Regions from separate parts of the Mus musculus genome. Here region 2 is linked to region 1. The links are chromatin contacts, called in public HiChIP or PLAC-seq maps. All regions are on one chromosome and are shown on one strand. Each heading gives the region's core, a stretch centred on a gene start, on an enhancer-like site or on the middle of the called end of the contact. The rest is flanking DNA. Distances are from core to core; before and after follow the strand shown.

The links. HiChIP or PLAC-seq counts read pairs in DNA pulled down with a chosen protein or histone mark.
Region 2: a CTCF HiChIP or PLAC-seq map of the NIH/3T3 cell line shows a contact between it and region 1, with 8 read pairs. The contact joins two enhancer-like sites. A contact is called at or near these places in 1 of 15 datasets of contacts at CTCF or cohesin (the NIH/3T3 cell line), 13 of 484 Hi-C or Micro-C datasets (LSK cells, the Patski cell line, embryonic fibroblasts and 9 more), 1 of 115 datasets of contacts at active chromatin or transcription factors (PVALB interneurons) and 2 of 9 other capture datasets (embryonic stem cells and pancreatic islet).

What each region holds. Positions count from the first base shown.
Region 1 is chr15:71,447,791-71,453,325 of GRCm38.p6, reverse strand. It overlaps Fam135b (family with sequence similarity 135, member B), which reads left to right. Exons shown (of 20, transcript NM_177819.3): 17 at 839-990; 18 at 2,793-2,903; 19 at 4,542-4,655. Among named protein-coding and RNA genes, the nearest start is that of Fam135b, 280 kb to the left of the region's middle. Within about 2 kb of position 2,030, at least 3 of the 459 cell types and tissues checked have an H3K27ac peak or open chromatin away from gene starts, as enhancers often do. A contact at or near this core is called in the NIH/3T3 cell line, where this site is marked.
Region 2 is chr15:71,888,840-71,894,331 of GRCm38.p6, reverse strand. Col22a1 (collagen, type XXII, alpha 1) reads left to right here. Exons shown (of 64, transcript NM_027174.1): 37 at 2,093-2,146; 38 at 3,740-3,844; 39 at 4,771-4,815. Among named protein-coding and RNA genes, the nearest start is that of Col22a1, 140 kb to the left of the region's middle. Within about 2 kb of position 3,526, at least 36 of the 459 cell types and tissues checked have an H3K27ac peak or open chromatin away from gene starts, as enhancers often do. A contact at or near this core is called in the NIH/3T3 cell line, where this site is marked.

The DNA.
Region 1 (5,535 bases), core at 781-3,280:
GCCTGCATTTTTCTTTAGCATATAGATGCATCAACATAGGACTAAGGTCAAGGTATCAGTAAGTCTGTTTTTAGTCTTCAGAGGTAGGGTATACTATATTTATTCCACAAATAAGGAGTTTCTTTTTAGAGGTTTGGTTTTGATGATGGGACACAGTTCAGGCACTCCAACTGTGTAGGCTAACACCTTTATCTTTACTTTGCTGGTGTTATACTTATTGTGAGAGGAGGTAAGGCAGCATGCCTATCATGATATAGTGTTTTGATAAATAGTTAATTGAAATATGAATGACATATTGAATTTATGGATCTGAAGGAAGCAGGAATCTTGAACAGGGCATGTAGGAAGATAGCCAGTCAGTCAGTGTAAGTGGGGGCAGGCAGCTCAATACCTGTGCAGAGAGATGAGGGGACGAGTGGAGTCAGAGCAGTAATTGGAGCTGAGGTTAATAGTCTCTTAGGAAAGTGTAAGGGTCCAGTATTTTAGTTTGAAGGGACCAGGAGAGCACAATATTTAGATATATAGACTTGAGTAAGGACTCCATGCTGTCACTAGATGGGCTTAGAAGAGGCCCGAGAACCAAAGATCAAGGGGAACTGCTATAGTAATAGAGATCTGAGGCAAACACAGCCATTCTCCCACAGCTCTCCATACTGACATAGAGCTCCCATTCCCAAGCGCCAGATGAAAACCAATCCATAGTCCTCATGTATTGTGCTAGGGCCTCTGCACCTGGGGAGGTGGACAGTGCTAAGACCTTGGTCTTTCTCATCCCAATCTGTTCCTGAGCATCAGTCCCCTGTTGTCATTGACAAGTGTCATTCCTGCCTCTAAACAGCTTCATCGGCCATTCTCTTGGCAACATTATCATCAGATCCGTCCTTACAAGACCCCGGTTCCGGTATTACCTCAACAAACTCCACACATTCTTGTCATTGTCTGGACCTCACCTGGGGACTCTGTACAACAATAGCACCCTGGTTAGTACTGGTAAGTCTTCTACACCCTCATTACTCTCCAAAATTTATCAGAGGCATCAGGAACTTAGAGCTGGAGACAGAAGTTATAGATGAAATATTATAACTCTCACAAATGGATGAAAGTTGGGGGTTGGGGTATGAAGATTCAGTATAGAAATGTGGTACATATACACAATGGAATTTTTATTCAGATACAAAGGAAATGAAATGAAATGATGAAATTTGAAAATATAACCAGACAGAACTGAAAAATAGCATGTTAAGCTAATACCCAAGGCCAGATGGACAAACACTGTGTGTTTGCTCTCACTTGTGGAAGCTATTTTCTAATTGTTGAATTTGACTAAGGCCTCTTACCCTATAATATTCATTAGCTCTCTCTGAAATCAAGATGTTTGTCTACATGCATATGCCATATGAGTATACATGTTTCTAGTGTGTATATTATATGAATGTATATAAACACATATGTTTGCATATATGTATAAACATGCATGTAATGTATTTATTCATATTTCTTTTTTAGTATCTATTTCTGATTGCTTCTATGACACTTACAGATACCAAAAGTTATAAATTCTTAAGTCTGTCATGTAAAGTCCCATAGTTTGTTTGTTTCTTTCTTTTTTAAAGTTTTTTGTTGTTGTTGTTTTTTCGAGACAGGGTTTCCTCTGCATAGCCTTGGCTGTCCTGGAACTCACTTTATACCAGGCTGGCCTGGAACTCAGAAATCTGCCTGCCTCTGCCTCCCAAGTGCTGGGATTAAAGGCATGCGCCACCACTGCCCAGCTCATAGTTTCTACATGTAACCTAGACAAACCTTTTCATACTTTATATCATCTCCAGACTGATTTAATTCCTAAAAAATTACAAGTGTTATATAAGAAATTGAAGCACAATGTTGTCTATGGTTGATATCTAGAAAAAACCCCTGCATGTGCTCAGTCGATACAACTATTGAAAAAATACTTTTAATCCTTGGTGTACTGACCCTGCAGATGGGGAATTTCCCTGCACAGAGATCTGACTCACATGGGTGTGCTCATGCTGCATACATTCATGGTTGTGTAAGTGGGTGAACGCATGTTGAGAATTAAAAAGGAAAGTTACAAGGCAAACTCACCAACCCGTGTTCTGGGTCATTCATTCCTTGGTTGGTGATACATAGTGTCCCCTTGTAAGCATTTACTTACACATTGCATTGTCTCTGTAAATCTATTCTAGTTTTCTAGTCTATGGACCTGAATTGGGTACCATTTCCTTTGGCTTCCCTCACTGAAGGAGCCCAAACAGAGATCACAGAATGCCTTGTTTTATCAACTAAGAAACCTGTTGCTATATCATTTTTCAGAACAATTTTATACTTCTGTTACCAATTCTCAATTTTGGGACTGAGGCATGAATCATAGATAAGAACCTTGGCTGCATATGTATAAGGATGTGGATTCAAGTCTCTAGTACTCTCGAAGAAATCCATGTGTGCCCCTCCACAGCTGTAAGCCCAATGCTCTGGGGAGAGGAGATGGAGATGGGAAGGGTCCTAGGGCTTGCTGCCCTCAGCCTTCCTCAGTGTTCAATAAAATAAGTGTGGTAGATCAGGTATCTGATATTCATTAGACACCTGATATTCTTGTCTCTGTGCACACTCACACCTAATACCCATACAACCCAAAATTAAAACAAACTATACAAAATTTAACTCTTAATTTTCTGATAAATTTCTCATTGCTCTCTTTATTTAAAGCTAACTGAAAAATATCTTCTCTGGCTTTGTTTTGTCCTGTTTTTAAATCTTCATTTCTCTTTGCCTAGGTTTGTGGCTCATGCAGAAACTGAAGAAATCTGGCTCCCTTTTGCAGCTGACCTTCAGGGATAATGCTGATCTGCGCAAATGTTTCCTTTACCAACTTAGCCAAAAAACAGGTGTGTGATTTGCTTGTCACCTGAGGTTGAGAGTTGAAAACAGAACATCCCTGATGCTGTGTTCATTTGTTTCTGTGAGGTATAGTGAGATGTCTAGCGGTGTCTCTTCAACCTGCTGAGGGGATCAGCACGTCAGCATGCCTCAAACATACTCTGTGTGACACAGCGTGTATAGGGTCAATGCAGTGCCCAGAAGCTGTGACTTCTATTTCCTGTCAGTCATGTAGTGTACTATGCTGACAGGCCCAGTACTGTGTTTCCCCTTCACCTGTGTAGATCCATCCTCAAAAAGAGTGAGTAGAGTATTGTATGTGTTCCCACAGGAGCCTCCTTTTATATTTCCCCCCACCCTGTGATGATAATGCAAAGAGTAGCGTAAAAACTCAGCCTAGATCATAGAGACCACAGTAGAGGAAAGCATCAATCATGGACCACTTGTCCATGTCTGCGAAGGGAGCAGGGCCACCAACTAATTGGCCTACACAGCACTGCTGCACAACAGGCCTGCCCAGATGCATCATATAATCACGTGTTGATACCCCTGGATCCGATTCATTTATAGCCTGTACTTTTATACCTTTGTCTCTCTGGGCCAAGAGGACATATTCAGATAAATCCTGTGGGAAGAAAGAGAGGTAGAACTAGGCATACAAATATGGCGAATTGCAAAGATGTCAACAAAGAGGTCTCAGCTTGCTTCAGCCATGGAGAGGTGAAGAGCTAACATCCTGTTACAATGTTGTACTGAAGTTGATTATGGGGTTACCTTGATCCTTCCTGGGCCCATATCAGCCAGCCATTGCCCTGAATTCTGCCCCAGTGTGTGATGCTGAGCTGTGATATTGGATATGGATGTGGGGACCTATAGAGTGAGGGTCAGCCTTGAGCTGTCAGCCAATATCTTGTTCGGCTAAGGGTAAGGTAGACAAGTTAGTAGGATAGGTAGGGCAAGAAGAGCTCCATCTGGAGGCGAAGGCTGCATGTGGTATGCCATGCTCTGTCCCAGCTGTCGATGATGAACACTGAAGGCTGCATCACTGTGCTGAGCTGACATTTGAGCTAGGAGATCTTGTATTCTCCCTGTGGGTGACAATGTAGGAAGGCAACACTGGAAAAAACAAGGCTGGAGGGGTTGAAGCTGGAGGAAGCAAGGCTGGAAACAGGCAAGGGGCCTGGAGGCTGCTTTGCTGCTGCATGTGACAGTAAAATTAGGAAGTCAGAAATAAAGGGAAATAGTAAAAAACTTTTTCTCATGGGCTTTATAATTTTCTAGCCCATGGAGGCATGTTTTGTTCTCAGGGCTAGGCACCCTTCTTTGCTTTCCTGCATGTTCACAGTGAAACTCCCATGAGCCTCCTTGACTTCTATTACTCTTAAGGTCAAGAAATTTATCTTATGTCCAAACCACAAGAGCCCCAATATACTGAGTTCCTTTGTTAGCTTCCCACAGGTGCCTGATAAACCTCCTTGCAACTGTATTTGGTAGGACTCAGATCAACAGCCCCAAGCAAAGGCACAACACTCTGTCGGGTATCTTCATGCCCTTTTCTGGGAAAGACCTCAAAATGTATACAACTCAGAGACTGTGTCTGTATAAAGGGCTTGGGTAGAAAGTGGTCACCTTCCTTCTTGTTACAGGGCTGCAGTATTTTAAAAACGTCGTTCTGGTTGCTTCTCCCCAAGACCGCTATGTGCCATTTCATTCAGCCAGGATTGAAATGTGTAAAACCGCCCTCAAGGACAGACACACAGGTAAGTAAGCTATAGGTCCTCTTGAAAGGGACTTTCTCATTTTCAAAGTGAAAGTACATTTATGAAATCCTGAGTACATTTATGAGCAACAGCTGGGCTCTTGCTGAGGTTAGCACACTGCTGCACTGATTCTAGAATGGAATGGTGGTATGAGCACACAGTCTGGGTACACACACACACACACACACACACACACTCCTGGTAACAGTATAGATTATCTTCTTTATGTGATATGAGCATCCATTTGCTTGTCAGATGACTGGAAATGGTAATCTCAGTTTGTATGTTGTCCATGAAAAATAGAATGAACACAGACTTGGGAAATGGGCTCTACCCTCTATGCCCTCCTCTATGCCCTCTATGCTTTTTATGGCCTCTATGGGCTTATTTTCCAAGGAGAGCACCAGAGAAGCAGAAGTGCTGAGAGCAAAGAACAATAGATAAAGAAAGTAAATAGTGTGTAATGCATTCAGGTGTCATGGAAGGAAAATTAGGCAAGGGGTGGAGTCTACTGGGGCTCCATGGAGAAGGCAACTGACTATGGTGTCCAGTTTCCTAAGCAACAAGGATCAGAAGATGGGCTATTCATTCCTTGTTTCTTTTCATTGGTTAGTTTATACATACATTTTGCTGTATCAAAGCTAGTGGGTTTTGTTGTTGTTGTTGTTATATTCTCTCTCTCATTTTTTCTTTTTAGTCTGTCAGAGGTCCAGATACTCATGTAAATATTCAAAGTTTCTTTTGAAACCAACAAGAACTAACAGGAACATGGATGGAAATTTACCTAATAATTTAGTGCAGAAAATAGGATTGTGGTTTTTACATTCATACATAGTGTTCTAGAAAGTAGTCTAAACATGTCACAAAAGGTTTTTTTTTT
Region 2 (5,492 bases), core at 2,277-4,776, 440 kb before region 1:
AATGGGCTAGTTCTAAGATTCAACATAAGCATTGATTTAGACTTTACTGATTTTTCAATATGACGTCCAGTGGCATTTGGTCACAGGCTATAGGGAAGATGTCCTCTGCAATAGATTAGACCATGTAAAAATAAGTTTTATTCGCCTGATGTAATGGACTTCTTCAGGGCTTACTGCCTCCTTTTGCCAACCTTGGCCTAGTCCTGGAAGCTCCTAACCTCCATCCAATCTTATCTAGGCCTAGAACGTTTTCAGCCTTTGAGATTTACTGCCGAATAAGCTCACCCTTTCTTGTTCTTTCTGAGCTCTAGCTGGTTCAACTCAGATGTTCTGGCTCTAATGTCTCTCCAAGCTGACTGATTCAATCTGGCTTCTCTCTCAGCCTCTCCTGCATTGCTCTGCTTCTCCTCAAACTAACTCTAGCAATCTGTTCTAATCTTCTGGCTTCTTCTCTCTGGCTTGTTCTGTCTTCACCTGGGTCTAGCTTGTTCTCTCTGCAACCTGTCTCTGTACAACTGGCCAGGTAAAACTGCCTCCTTTCTCTCTCTGCACTGTCCCGTAAGTAGCTCCCCTTTCCTCTCACTTTTTGTAAGAGCTGGGCATATCCTATTCTGTCAAATCTTTCTCTGACTCATCAGTCTTCTGCCACCCAGTTAGATATCACTTTCAAAGATATGTTCTCCCTTCTACAAACTAACTTTACTTTACCCTTTGTTATTTGGGACCAAAGGTGTGAACTAAGGGTGAGTCACACCATAACTAGACACAGGTTTCTTCCTCCCTCCCTCCCTCCCTCCCTCCCTCCCTCCCTCCCTCCCTCCCTCCCTCTCGCTCTCTCTCTCTCTCTCTCTCTCTCTCTCTCTCTCTTTCTTTCTTTCTTTCTTTCTTTCTTTCTTTCTTTCTTTCTTTCTTTCTTTCTTTCTTCAGTAAATTGTGCAATCTTGGTGTTCACAGTGTGATCAAAGATCCTGCCACAAGGCCAGGCTTCCTCACTTCTAAACCTTCCCAGGTGTCTGTGACTCCATGGACAGATGCGTGGCATTTAGATTTTTAATGCATGACTCGGATGTGTTTGTTTATTTATCCACACAAGCCTGTTCGGTAGATCTGACCTCATTTTATGCAGGAGGCAATGGAGGCAGGAAGGGACTGAGTCCTGGGGAAAGTGGTTGAAGTAGCTCTTTGCTGTATAGTCCTTCTTTCACCACTTTACATACATAATTAGTGCCAACCAATCCTGATTTCTTTTGCCCATTTTATCTAGCGTTTGGAGAGCATTCTGTCTAGTCAGGCATAGAAAGGGGCCCGAATTGTCACCTGAAGTAGCTCTTGGGTGACAAGGGAAGAAACAGCCCATCTATTTAAATATAACAAAATGATTTCTTTGTGTATGGATGTTTGACTGCATGCACATCCTTGTAACACTGTGTGCTAGTGCCTGTGCAGGCCAGAAGAGGGTTTCAGAGATCCTGGAGGTGGAACTATATGTAGTTGCGAGACACCATGCAGGTGTTGGGAATTGAGTACTTATTGCTCCGGTTTCTCTTGAAGGGCAGTGAGTGCTCTTAACCACGGACCCATCTGTCCATCCCTGGTAGCCTAGTTCTTTGCTCCAAGGTGAGGTAACCCTGCAGGGTGTCCTTGGTATTCTCCACAGTCCTCAACAGGGCCGAGCTCCAGTTGTCAGTGTCACTAGCTAGCTGTTCTCTTTCTCATGACCATAAGTTCCCCACTGCTGTGTCCGCACAGTGTTTATCCTCAAGTTTTCCTTGAGGTGTTGGGGAGAACCCCACAGACACTAAAAGAGTAGATCTCTGACGCCAAGTCAGATTTTTGAGTTTAAGGAAACCTTGGTGCCAGTCCTCGCTTGGTCTGCTTACCCAAAGACTAAGGCTGTTGAGGACAAGCACTCAGCAGACCATACCTGTTTTGTTGTTATAAGCTCCAGGACCAGACTCAGGCAAGGACATGGGCATCAGTCAGTTTAAGACTGGATGGGGGAACATGTGAGCAGAAGTGAAAGGGGCCTGTTGACATAACCCTGGGGGCTAATGTCCATCAAAAAACTGTGAATAACCTTTCTTATTTTCAGGGTTCTCCTGGTGTCAGGGGTGCCCCTGGGAAAGATGGGGAGCGTGGAGAGAAGGTAAGAGGGATGTAGATTGCAGAAAGGCATCTGTTGTTTTAGGCTTCACTGGGCCAGTGGGTGAGGAACTCAAACTGCTCAGGACTGGTTTAGGACCCAGGCATCAGAAGGGATTATATGGCTGAGAGGGGAACGTAAGCTCTCATATCCTCTCACCTTCATTGCTCACCGGGGGTTCAGAGCAATGTCCCCTTTACAGTTGTAGACAGAAGCTCTGAGGGACTTTATTTGCTCTATATCTCAGGGCTGGTGAGCAGCAGATCTGGATCTCAGGGTATACTCCACTTTTAATTCAGTGATCCACTTATCCACTGAGCATCATGGTTTCCAGGGAACCCTTCCCAAGCCTGGGAAAGTGTTTTGCTTATTATATCGAAGAGGGAGACAAGATCCCTCTTTTTATCAACTAGAAAGAGCCCACAGGCTTAGGAAGAACAAGGCATCCTGTGCAGTCCCTCTGCACATTGCTCTGACATGGCTGTGTGCTTTAAGGAAGGTTCTCATCCATGCTATCGATGCTGAGGCAAAGCTTGGCAAACCCATGGTGTTCATCGGTACCCAAAGGAGAGTTTGAGTTTCAGACTCATCAAAGGCTGGTTCCATGTCCGAGTTGTGGGCCTCTGAAATAGGGTCAGAACAGTGGTTTTCAGTAGGAACAGTCCCACCTCCTCATGACATTTGGTGATCCCTGTGCCAAGGAGAGGAGCTGCACCTAGCTTAGCATATACAGAACAGGATCCTCCCTCAACTATCACAAAACACAGGGAAGGATACTGTCCGAAACACTCACAACAGACAAGGTTCAGCCATACTCAGTGTCAACAAGACCAAGGCTGAGAAACCATCACCCTAGCAAATGGCACTCTCTCTACACTTGAATTTGCTTAGCTGTGAAGAGAGGATGGCATAAGGAGCTTTGGTCCACGCATATGAACATCACCCCAAGGACTGTAGGCAGGGGCATGGCCTGGGGAGAGAATATGTGACAAGGAGGTGATAGTGTGGTGTCATTTCTCCAGATGTGTTATCTACAGCAGTCTACACAACTGCCCAAATGTGGCTGGTGCCTTATATAGGATCTCACTCTGTGGCTCATGCCAGCCTTTAACCCCCTCTGCAGTTTATGCCAGCTTCGAATTTGTGGCAATTCCCCTGCCTCAGCCTCCCAAATGCTGGGATTAGAGGTGAGGGCCACTCCAAATTCATCAAGTAGATTATTTCTAATCTAATTTTAAAAGGGATATATTCAAATTATATTTCTGTGTGCTGTTGGCCTATATGACCTCTCGGGGGAGCCAAACACCTTCTCTTGACTGTGTGGGAAAACAATCATGACTGTTGTTAGAGAAGGAGATAGAGACAGGGAGGGTGAGGCTTGGTGGAGGCTCTGCTGGGGGAAAGGACTTCAGCATGTGAATGTGGGGAACAGAGTTCAACTTCTCACTTCCACTGAGCAGTCTGTCTTCTGATGCTTCAGAGAGGGACAGACAGCTCAGGAAGCCACTGCCACACACAGGCTCAGGCTGATTAGCCGTTGGATAGCAGAGTTCTGCCTGCTGCTAATGCTCATCAAGGTCCTCTTTTTGTCCCCAGGGAACAGCAGGGGAAGAAGGCAGCCCAGGGCCAGCTGGTCCACGGGGAGATCCTGGTGCTCCTGGTCTCCCAGGGCCACCAGGAAAGGGCAAGGATGGGGAGCCGGTAAGTGGTGGGCTGACATGCTTTGAGCTTTTGGAAGCCAGGCTGACAGGGGAGAAGAGAACAGAGCAAAAGCAAAGACTTATTTTAGAAAGCAAGCCCTAGGTGATGCACAAGATGTCTCTTGGCCCAGGGACATAGTCCTGTCGTCAATCAGCGTGCTTAAAAATAACAAGAAAGTAGAAAACTTTCAGTGTTTCCTAACTCATGAATTACTGCTGAAATCTGTGACTTAATCCTTTCAGCCTGTGGTTGACCACAGGAAACTGGATCCCTGGCAGGGCAAAACTGCAAATGGGCACACAGGGTAGCTGTACACTAAGCCAGCTCGTAGCACACGGGGTTCTGGCTGCAGGCTCAGGATCCAAGGGAAACAAACAAGTTTCAGAGTACCCAGTGGTGGTTGTGGCACACACACACACACACACACACACACACACACACACACACACACACAGAGAGAGAGAGAGAGAGAGAGAGAGAGAGAGAGAGAGAGAGAGAGAGAGGATTCTTGGTCCACACTGAGCTCCTCCAGCCAAAAATAGACTTACATTTCAAGTGTGTGTATGAGTGCCTTTACTAGGCCAAGCTCATCAGCTAGAAATGGAGTCCCTATCCAGAGTGTGATAAAGAAGGAGACTAGGTTTAGGGGTCATGGGGTCAAGTGAGCCTGGCTTTGAAGCTTGATCTTGCTGCTTCCTTTTGGGTGGCCTTAGCATGGAGACCAGAAGTAGAAAAACACAATAAGGAACAGTGACACTTGTGTTTGTCCAAATAAGGTCAGGAGGTGGCAGAGTCGGGAATCACACCCAGGACCTATGATGGAATGTACTCACATTGCTCTCCAACTACTGCTCCAGCAGAGGGCAGCAACCTGGTATGTGTTGAGTGGTTCAGCTCTCATGGATCTATGTTGTTCATTTCAACAGGGACTACGTGGACCACCTGGGTTACCTGGTCCCTTAGGAATCAAGGTGAGTGCTTGTCTAAGCAAATTGGAGATGGTACCTGTGACCACTTAGAGGGTATGTACTTTTTTGTTTTTATTTTTTTGTTTTTTTTTTTTTTGGTTGTAAGCATCTCTGGTTACCTCAACCCCTCCCACATTTTTTCATACAGGAATTCTTGAGATGGTGATGTACTACCCACAGCAGTAACACTGATTAAATTATTAGAAAAGTACTGTTTTTCACCCGGCCTAGCCAAGGGCTAAGTCTTCTCTTGGGGTGTGTGTGTGTTGGGGTGGGGTCCTGGTCTAGTCAGGGATAGCAATATTATCCTGGTATTTCTCTGTCTTTCCCCAAAGCCTTGGCATACATGATGAGTAGGGATAGAGAGGGAAGATGATGTTAGGAAAATGTTTGGGGCCAGCACTGGAAATTGGTTATTATGTCCAGCCACCAAATTCTAGTGATGTTCATGACAAGAAGGCCGGAGAATATCAACTTAGTTGCATACCCAAGAGGAAGAAGAAAATGGATGAACACCAGCCAAACTCTCCCTCAATTCACCAGCTACTACAGTTCTAAAAAGGCAATATCCCCTTGAGTCAGCAGGGGAAAACCCAAAGCTCTCCCTACACAGAATCCCACTTCATTTACTCAAGTTTACCTGAATGGCCAGTACCTTATTATTTTAATTGTGGCACATC